Regions from separate parts of the Ovis aries genome. Here all the other regions are linked to region 2. A link is a contact called in public Hi-C data. All regions are on one chromosome and are shown on one strand. The core of a region is the stretch at or near the end of the contact, and the rest is flanking DNA. Distances in the headings are between cores, read along the strand shown. Region 1 overlaps LOC105610397 (a long non-coding RNA gene). Region 2 holds the start of KLF7 (KLF transcription factor 7). Region 3 overlaps LOC105610390 (a long non-coding RNA gene).

Region 1 (3,111 bases), core at 386-2,885, 190 kb before region 2:
GGTCTTTTATTTTTTGCTCTTTGAAAAGCTTTTCTTTTCCATTTTATGGTATATTTGGTTGTTGTCAGTATATTGGAGTATTATTGCTTTTTAGGTATTTATCCTACTCCAAGTCATTTTATAAGCCTTTGTTAATGAAGAAAGCTTTTAGTTAATTCATTTTGCTTTTTCAGATGTATGCTTATGTGATTTTTGAGTACTTTATTTAGTATCTTAGTTCAGAAAATTTATTCTTTTTGTTTCAAGACTCACTGCCTTAGACAGAGAATATAAGGTGATAAAAATATTAAAGGACATCTTTATATTTATTTCTGATTTGAATATTTCCAGTGTTTACTCATTAAATATACACTTTATTTATTTTAAGCCAAGAGCACCTTTATCAGATTTAAAGGGCATCCTAATTCTATTTAAATGTTTACTCCATTATTAGGAAAAGATATTGATTTTATCAAATGTGGTGTCTATGAAATTATCACATGGGTTAATTATTGTTGAATCAGTGAATACTCAGTGGATTCTTTTTTTCCTTGGAAATCAATCTGTTATCAGCTGACTGGCTCTGCTAACAATGACAAATGTAAAAATGGTATCTTCATGAGTTTGAACATACTAGGGCCAAACTCAGTTCACAAGAAAGTGGGCCAATGCAGAAGCAAGGGTTGTGGGAGAGAACCCCCCTGAACCTGTCTCCTTGGGCACATTCTCTAAAGTCGGTAGCTCTGGACAGTTTTCTAAATTGACATCAGTGTTGTTAACACTATGGAAAAACCACGTTAGAGGAGGCAGTATGGAGTACAGTAAAGGAGTTGAGGACATGCCCCCTCAACATGTGATGCTTCAGTGTATTAATCACTTTGTTTTAAAGGTGCTTAAAAAACAGCAGATGCAAGGATGGCACTTGGATGTTCCTTTTTCTTCCTAAAAGCAGGAAATAACATTCCCACATGAAAGGTGCCCTGCCTGTACCAGGAGAAAGAAACATTCTTATCACTGGAGGTGGGGAATCGAGGCTGAGAAAAATCTGTACCAACAAAAAACTTGTTCAGCAGCTCATCCTCCATTAGTCACCCCTTATGTTTTAGCTACTTTTCCAAAAGTGCTACTCTTTGTTCCACCTGGTAGAGAAGCACTTTGGTTTAGTTACTTCTTTTGCTCTTCATTTTTCATTTTTCTTGTGAGGACACTCATTTATATGTGAATAAAATGTATCTACTTTTCTCCTGTGAATTTGTTTTTCAGTCCCAGGTGGAGACTGCAGGAAGGTAGAGGAAATTTTACTTTCCCTACAATGGGAGTGAAAATCAGTGGCCTGCTCATGAAACGTGCAGTTGGAAGGTTGTCCAAGCTGGTGCCGTTCGTGTGTGTGCCTCTCTCTCCAGCCAAAGGTTCAGGCCCAGCTCCCTCGATGGCACCCCCCCACCCCCCGCCCTCCCTGCCACGCCTCACTGGCTCATACTCAGCAAGCTCCGGCCTCTGGGTTTAAGACTGAGAGTAGAATTTCAATGCCATGAGTCTTACATTTTTAAATGCCAAGCTTAAAAATAGCCTCCAAAATGTAGACAAATGAACTGCTAACATCAATGTCTATACCAGGTTCTTGCTGGCACTCTGGCCACTTGTATGACCTTTCAGCATAGCATTTGAGAAAAATGAGCAGTGCTTTCCTCTTCCCCTGGCAGCTCAGAATAGCTCTGTTTCCTTTCCTATAAACAAGTCGTATCTCTGGGAATTTCTAAAGCCGAATATTGTCTGCTCAGAAGCTGTGACTCACGCTCTTTCCTGGCAGTCCTGACAAATTCATGAACGCCTCTTGAGGAAAGAATCCCAGACAAAGAGTGGTCACAGAAAAGCCTCAGATTCCTGCCTGTCAAACCCAGGAAGCTGGGAGACAAAAGAAAATACCAGCAAGAATCGCTAGTCACAGCATCCCCTTCTACTTGGCTCAGCTCATGTTCAGGACAGTTGGAGCAGAGAGGGGAAGCCCGCTTGGAAACTTGTCCTGTTTGTCTTTAGGTCATCATCTAGCCAGGCCCCTCTGTTTAGGAATTTACCTAGCTCAACTTCCTCCTGATTCTGGATGTACGAGTTCTCTGAGGGGGTACTCCCCAGGGAAATTACCAGGAGGTCACACACACTGGCTGGTGGGGCTTCCTCACCGCTTTTATCAGGAACTCTGTGCCCCACCAAGCCTTCTTTCTGCGCTTCTCTTCCCAGTACTTTCTCCCCGCCTCCACTCCTGGTCCTGTCTCTCTGTTTTTTTCTGTTCCTCTTTAGCGCCACATCATTTTCCTCATGCTAATTTGTCAAGAAACAAGGGGAAAAAATATTTATCCTACCTCTCTCATCTCAACAACATAAAAATCTGTATGTGTGTGTGTGTGTGTGTGTGTGAGATACTTATGTAAACAATAACGCAAAGACATTGGTTGAAAAGTCCGCATGATTAAAATTGAAAAAGCTCTGGCTTCATGCTAATGAAGGGACAAAGGATTGATCTGCTTATGGCTCAGCAAATGCCCTGTGGTGGAAGATTTAATCCCAGCTGACCCACAGCACGGTCTGAAATCAGACTCACTATATCCAGAACACAGAAAGTCTGAAATATCCATAACTATGTGATCTGTGAGATAATAACACTTACCATACATACAAGGTGACGTAGGAGTCCGACATGGCGGTAAATACTTCACATGCGTTTGCTCAATTGCCAAACCTAACAGCTATTAGTATTACAGTAAGGAAGCAGTACTGGAGAAATTAAATTATTCAAGATTCTTTAAAAAGTCATGGCAAGACTGGAACTTAGCCATATATCTATTTGGAAACCAGAGTCTGGTTCTTAGTCAATGTGCCATAGAGGTACCCTGAGAGATGAATATGGGATGGGAAAGAAGAGAGAGAGAGAGAGAGAGAGAGAGAGAGAGAGAGAGAATGAAAAAGAAGACAATGCCATTCTCCCAAATCATCCCACCCTCGCCCTCTCCCAAAGTCCAAAAGACTGTTCTGTACATCTGTGTCTCTTTTGCTGTCTTGCGTACAGGCAAAACCAATACAATATTGTAAAGTAATTAGCCTCCAATTAAAATAAATAAATTTAAATTTAAAAAA
Region 2 (3,453 bases), core at 41-2,540:
GTATCGAAAACACACTCTGGGTCCTCCTCTCACCACCGCAGCTTGGCTGACACTTTATCTCCAAGTCACAAGAGGGGCCTCACGTTTTAAGACCCCAAACAAGTTGCCTGCTTCTGCCAGCACCTCACGTCTACCCGGATTCCCTCTATTGTCTTTAACAGACAATTCTTCTAATACGTCCCCTTCCAATTAACTCTAACTGGCACTCCGACCCTCGCCGGTCCCCAGAGCCGGGTCAGAGGGCTGGGGAGGGGGTGGGGGGCGCGGCGGCGCGCTCCGCGGCGCCGGCGGGCTGGAGGCGGGGCCTGCGCGCGGGGCGGGCCCCGGGCCGCTGTCTGCGCCCCGCTCCCCTTTGTTCTGCTCCATTGTGTGGCACTTCCTCCTCCGGCGCTTCTTCTCTGCACTCTGGTAGCCGGTGGGGAATTCGTGAAGGGGTTTTGGTGACTTTTTCTTTCCCCCCGCCTCCGGTTTATTTTTTAGGAAGTGTGGAACTCTTCTGCGCTGCCCCTCCCTCGCGGTTCCCCGCCTCCGGGCCTGGGAGGGAGGCGGAGTGGGAAGTGGCTGGCCCTCTTCCCCACGCCGGCTTCCTCGTCCTCCCACCTTGCTCTTCCTCCAGGAGGCATCCTAACCCCGCATTCTGGACTTTCACCTCCTGACCGGCCGCATCCGAGCCCGAATGGTTATACGCGACCCTCTCCCTTCTGAGGGGCGCCGGCTCCGGCCGCCCGGGGCTCCATCTGGCACCAAAGCGAAGGTCGAAGGCCGGAGTGCGGCCCGAACCCAGCCGCCTCGGCGTCCCGGGAGCCGGCGAGAGTGTCGCCGCGACCCTCCCCGTCCCTCGCGCTCACGCTACCGGGCCGCGGTGCGGCCGCCTCAACCCCCTTATATAGCCCTCTAAAAATAGCTCGCCTCGCACCGCCTTGTAAGGCAGCGGGGAGATTCGCAGCTCGCCAATCGGCGCCCGCCGCCAGGGCCGAGCCCCGCCTCAGGTCCCGCTCCGCGCTCCCCATTGGTCCTGAGTGACTTCATGAGCCCCCTATTTACCTTACATGGTCACACGCGGCCTAATGGACGCCCTCCTCCGAGATCCCACGGCTGCGCGGAGAGCGGGGCGGAGGGAGGGAGTTTGGGGAGGGGGAAGAGCAGGAGGAGGAGAAAAGGAGGAGGAGGGGGAGAGACTACAAACTAGCAAGGATGGGGTGGGGGGTGGGGAGGGAAGGAAAGGGGGGGGAGAGAAGCGATCGCGAGAAAAAAAAAAATGCAACCTCCCAAAATAAAGAGCAAAGATTGCATTAGGAGCGAACAGCGCTGCAGAAATAGATGGCAGCTTCGTATCAGTGAGTTTGCATCCCCCTTCCTGATCCACGAGCTGGAGTGATTAGAGCCCTGGAAGGGAATTGTTACTCCCGTGGAGAAGTCCCCTTTTCCTGGCAGCCGTCTGCACTGTACACGCTGGATGCTTCTCTCCATCCACCCCACTCAGTCTCTCCTCTCTCACCTCCTCTCTCCCTCTCTCCTGCATTGATTTTTTTTTTTTTTTTCCTTTTTAGTTGACTGAAACAAAACAAAACAAAAGGGCCACTGGATGTCTGCCTTCTTGGGGGGTGAGCCAGACAGACTGACAAACAAACAGACCCAACTGTGTTCGGGGGAGGGTTTCTCCTCCCGTTTTGCCCGGCAGCAGCAACATGGACGTGTTGGCTAGTTATAGTATATTCCAGGAGCTACAACTTGTCCACGACACCGGCTACTTCTCAGCTTTGCCATCCCTGGAGGAGACCTGGCAGCAGGTGAATGATTTAAATTACTTGTGTAAATCGTGTGGTGGCGGCGGACTCGCAGGGGCTGCGTTGGTGTGGGCTTGGGGTTGAATTTTTTTGTTTGTTTGTTTAATTTTTTACCCCCTTTTTGGCTGTTTGTTGTTGAAAATGTTTTCGGAAACAGTCATATGCTTACCTCTCCACCCACCCCCTAACCCCGTATAGTGTGCAGAGCTGAGCAGCCGGTCCGAGCTGCCTGCGTTTCAGTCACCAACACACATCCTTGTGCACATTTTGTTGGGCTCACAGTCCTCCAGCAGAGACCTGCCTAACTTCTGGGGTTCAGGAGGAGCCGGGTGGGAAGGTGGTTTGGGGCTTAACGAGCCATCGCAGACAGCTGCCGCGTCCCTACATGCACTAGCTGTACCTACTTGGTACCTTAAATCAGGTTCATCTCTTTCAACTGGTGCTGACGGCCGTCAGATGCGAGGGGGTGGGGGGTGGTAAGAGCAAAGCGGGGTGTTTTCCTAGTAATTAGCGAGTGTCAATAAAGAATAGGAACTTGATTTTAAGATTAGAAGGTGGGCAGGAGGACGAAGAACCCAGTTATAAAAGGTACTCAAGGATATCTTGGAAGAGGACGGGAAGATATATCTATCTAATGCTGACCATGCATTTTTAGGTTTCCCCAGTGCAATATCCGCGGAAAGAGATCACTCTCTGCCTGTGTCCTTGCTTCCCTCTTTCGTTTGGTGTCCCTCTCCACTCAGCACAACCTCCGACAAAGGGTGGTGTGTGCTTCCATGCCTCTGACTTTGTCTTAGAGGACTAGTTAAGAAACTCCTAAGATGCTGAAGGGCACCAATGCCAAGTTGGCTAGATGTCCCAGGGAGGGGGAAGTGGGGCTGGTGACAAGTTCACTGGGCTTTGTGAAGTGGAATAAAGAAAGTGCTGGTCAGTGGAAAGTGCCAGATCTGCTGCAGAAACAGTGGTTTTTCTCAGTAAGGATTGGGAGCTGCTGAGGGGACATTCTTCAGGAAAGATGGTGGATGGGGGGAAGGTGGAGGGACACGAGTATGCTTTAGTATTCTTTCAAAATTCTACAATGTGTATCATGGAAAGTCCAAGAAGACAATTCAGATTTGCACGGTGGAACTGTGAACGTTCACAATCCGTCTTGGAGAAACGTGCTTGCCCTTGGGGAGGGCTGCGAGAGGCTTGGTGTGTGGCTGCTCATGTAACTTCTCTGCTTCCTGACAGCAGCTTGTTAAGGCTAATGAACGGCTGGATTTCCTCTGCCAGGATCCAAAGCCGGATTTGCCGGCTCGAGTCTAAGGATGTAACAGTCGCTGCTTTAGCGAGTGAGGTTTGGTTTTCGGTGTAAGGAGGTGATCCTCTGTACCGTTGTTACTAATTGCTGTTATTCCCCTGATTCTTCCAGGCTGGAGTTTCTCTGGATACTGGTCTCTGGTGTCTGTGGGTCCACACATGCATTCCTGCCTGAGGATGCTGGCAGATGTGTTTGACTTTGTCTTTCTCTAAAGGCACACACAGCACACACTTTTTTCAGCATAAGGCATTTCTCCAGTGCATCTTTTCTTCCATCCTTGATGAGACTGCCTCATGAAGGGTCTCACTGGAGCTTTTTCCTCCTTTTATTTCACATGCTAATTAAACCAAAAGGTTGCCAGAA
Region 3 (3,444 bases), core at 223-2,722, 140 kb after region 2:
ACTGGCAGCTCTGGGTGTATTCTAATTGGCTTGCAGTTGGAATTCCCTGTTATTGCCAGGGAGAAAGCAACCGGTCCAATTCCCTGAAGATGATTTAGGGGTAGATTTATAAGGGGGAGACAGGAACAGGGGTAGAGACTCAACTTCCTAAAGCCATTTTCTTTGATAGGGGTGGGGAGAATTTTGCCATCATTTCCTGCCTGCATACCTCAACATTTTTATCAAGGTCCCTCCTTTATTCCCGTTTTCATCAACAGATTTGAAATCCCCAAAGATCAACTTTCAGGGACTACCTCATCCAGGGGTGAACCATCAACCAAGACATACCTTGGTCACATTCCACCTCTGTCCGCTGGCCAGGCTGGCTGCTGGCTGGGAGAACTGGGTTTTAGCGTTTCCCCCATCCCAGCCTCCTCAAGGTTAGTTAATGAAGCTGAAAAGGAACTCACAGCCTCTGCTGCCCAGAGCCACAGTGACTTTGCATTATGCTGGGACAATGAGAGTAGTGTTTGTGACTGAGGTTCTCACAAGCAAATATCATTGAATACATTTGGAAGGGGCATGCTTAGCTGGACATCACCATGCTATAGGGACCAAAACCAACTGGAAAAGGAAGAAAACGTGTAGAAGAGTTTAATTTCTTCAACTTCATCATCCAGCGTCTGAACTTGGATCAAGGTTCAGGTTTCAGCTGAAGTAGATTTTGAATCTTGTTCAAGTTATTTCATCTCCTTTGTGCCTCAGTTTCCTTATCTGTGAGAAAACAAAGCAGACATAGCATTTGTACCTAATTTACAAGTGTGTTATAAGTACTCAACTATATTATTTGTGTGAAACAATTAGCACAGAATCTGAAACATAATTAATACTTGACAAATGTTAGTTTAACAGGCTTTACTCCCTTCATGTTCCTCATATCTGTTATCCTTTTAGCTCTTCAATTTGTAGAATTTAATACTGTACAGGTGGAGTCATCCTGGGGTTTCCCAGGTAGTACTAGTGATAAAGAACCTGCCTGCCAGTGCAGAAGATATAAGAGACATGGGTTCGATCCCTGGGTTGTGAAGATCCCTTGGAGGAGGGCATGGCAACCCACTCCAGTATTCTTGCCTGGAAAATTCATAAACAGAGGAACCTGGTGGGGTACAGCCCATAGGGTCACAGAGAGTTGGACACTACTAAAGCAACTTAACACACATGCACGCACAGAGTCATCCTGAGGAAGTGAAGAATAGAAAAGGATTTAACTTTTGACTGGTATTTTGTTGTTGATGTTTATTCTAAATACCACTCATTGCAGAGTTAGAATAGCTACTGTAAAATGAAAGAAGCTTTTACAAAGTCTTACAAATGTTGACTTTCTAATTCTGCTTAATCTTATGATTTCAGTCAAATGTAATGCCTTGTGCATCATGGGTTTGATGTTACGTAGACATTGTCAAGTGCCTGTGTAGTCACCGCATATTTTTAATGTTTAGCAGCTTTGTGGTCAAAATGAGCAGATTCCATTTTGGCGGATTGTGTAAACATCCAGTCTCACATTTAGACAGGAATCCATTTACCACAGGAAGTGGGAGTCAGCAGGAGGCACCCAGCCTGCCTGTGGGCATCTGGGCAGATTTTTGAAGGACGCTCCAGCTACTGAGATGTGATACAGGTCCATCCTGGTTGTCAGGTGGCAGGTAAGAGCCCAGCCGTTTGTCATCATTGGAGGAGTTAGCACAGGGGATCGTCACGTGACACTATGAGAAGGTGGAGCCCAGTGGTACAGAGTTCAAAGCATTTGGACATCCTGGCAGGTGGGCAGGATCAGGAGCGCAGAGGATAATGGGGCCACATCCCTGGATTCCCTTTCATGACAGTGGTTCAAGGTGGTTGAGAGAGTCTGGTATGGATCTTGGATTTTAAAAAACTACATACTAGGCAAGCTATCAAGACAAGGGCTTCAGGCTTGAGTTAGGAACCAGCTGCCAGTATTGGAGAGCAGATGGGGACTAGCTGTCAATGACAGCAGTAGCAGTAATAAGAAAACACATGTACATAATACTTCATACCCAATACCCATTCATATGCTTTGGCTGTGTTAACTAATCCCCACAACAAGCCTGTGGCTTGGGTACTATTATTATCATGCCCACTTCTTCAAGATAGAAAGTAAGGCTTGGAGAATAACTTGCCTGAGGATGTACTGTAAGTAGCAGAGTTGGAACCAACCCAGGCAGTCTGACTCCAGTGTCCATATTCAACCACTTCATCCAAAACCCCTCAAAGCAGGTGCTCCTTTAAGGGTTATAGAGTCTGAGAACCTTGGCCAGGGCTGACCCTGCAGGTGAGTATTAAGGGGCTCCAACTGTGGAGTAAGAGGGGAAACCCAGGGTATAGGAGTTAGGCTTGATCTGACACTATGTCCCAATGTCCCTTGGAGAAAGGCTTTCCAGCTCTTCCCAATAAATGACAGCTTATGTTCCAGTCAGAAGTTTCCTCTGTTTCAGCTCAGACCTAGGAATTTTGGCTCAGTTCTCAGTCCTTTCTAATTCAGAAATCCTCCCAGGAAACCAGATAATTTCTGGCATTGATCTGGAGAATTTAAGGCAGTTCTCAACAGACTCAGAAATCCATCTGCCATGTGGTCAGACCAGAGTGAAATTTCAGAGAGAAAGGGGGCAGGATTTGTCCACATTCCAGTGTATCAATTTTTTTCTCTGAAGGAAACTTAAATTTATTGAGGTCCTCGTATGCACTTTACCTAAATAATTACTTTTAATATTTACAATGAATTAACTTCCCAGGGCTGCTGTAACAAAGTACCACCAACTGGGTGACTTAGGACAATAAAAATGTATTGTCGCACAGTTCTGGAGGCTGAAAGTCTGAAATAAAGATTATGGAAGAGCTGTGCCCCCTTGGACACCTGGAGGGGAAATATACTTCCTTGCCTCTTCCTAGCTTTTGGTGGTTCTCAGTGATCCTTGGCATTCCTTGGCTTGCAGGTTTATCACCCCAGTCCTCCATTTTCACATGGTGTTTGTTCTCTCTGTGTCTCTTCATGTGTCTTTCCTTTGCTCATGTCTCTCTGTGTCCAAATTTCCCCTTTTTATAGAGACATCAGTCATTTTGGATTGGAACCCATCTTAATGATCTCATGTTAACTTGACTACATTTGCAAAGACTCAGTTTCCAAGGAAAGTCTCATTCAGAATTTCTGGAGGTGAGGAATTTGTGGGGCACATACAACAACCCTATTAGTAACCCCTCCTCTCTTTTGCAGACCAGGAAAGTGATGCTCAAATTCAAGAATAAAATCAAATCTAATTCTAAGTTTTTCCTCTTCCTGTCCACATCCTGCTGCCTTCTCAGGAGAGTAGTTTGATCTTTTCCCTAAGTAACACATTTTAAGAACCAATGTGTTTGCTTATGATGCGTCTCAACCTTGCTAGCGGCCTG

What was found. Hi-C and Micro-C count contacts between places; a contact is called where the count stands out from the background.
Region 1: a contact with region 2 is called in a Hi-C map of tail adipose tissue, with 2.9 times the contacts expected there. The contact joins the enhancer-like site here to the promoter of KLF7 in region 2. A contact is called at or near these places in 2 of 16 Hi-C or Micro-C datasets (skin fibroblasts and tail adipose tissue).
Region 3: a contact with region 2 is called in a Hi-C map of skin fibroblasts, with 2.6 times the contacts expected there. The contact joins the enhancer-like site here to the promoter of KLF7 in region 2. A contact is called at or near these places in 2 of 16 Hi-C or Micro-C datasets (hypothalamus and skin fibroblasts).

The regions. Positions count from the first base shown.
Region 1 is chr2:209,450,740-209,453,850 of ARS-UI_Ramb_v3.0, reverse strand. All of the region lies in intron 1 of LOC105610397 (a long non-coding RNA gene), which reads right to left. Among named protein-coding and RNA genes, the nearest start is that of TRNAS-GGA, 100 kb to the right of the region's middle. Within about 2 kb of position 1,635, at least 17 of the 54 cell types and tissues checked have an H3K27ac peak or open chromatin away from gene starts, as enhancers often do. A contact at or near this core is called in tail adipose tissue, where this site is marked.
Region 2 is chr2:209,257,213-209,260,665 of ARS-UI_Ramb_v3.0, reverse strand. It overlaps KLF7 (KLF transcription factor 7), which reads left to right and starts at 1,290. Exons shown (of 3, transcript XM_060410296.1): 1 at 1,290-1,790. The coding sequence starts at 1,689.
Region 3 is chr2:209,117,274-209,120,717 of ARS-UI_Ramb_v3.0, reverse strand. LOC105610390 (a long non-coding RNA gene) reads right to left here. Exons shown (of 7, transcript XR_009599638.1): 7 at 1-753. Among named protein-coding and RNA genes, the nearest start is that of CPO, 89 kb to the right of the region's middle. Within about 2 kb of position 1,472, at least 12 of the 54 cell types and tissues checked have an H3K27ac peak or open chromatin away from gene starts, as enhancers often do. A contact at or near this core is called in hypothalamus, where this site is marked.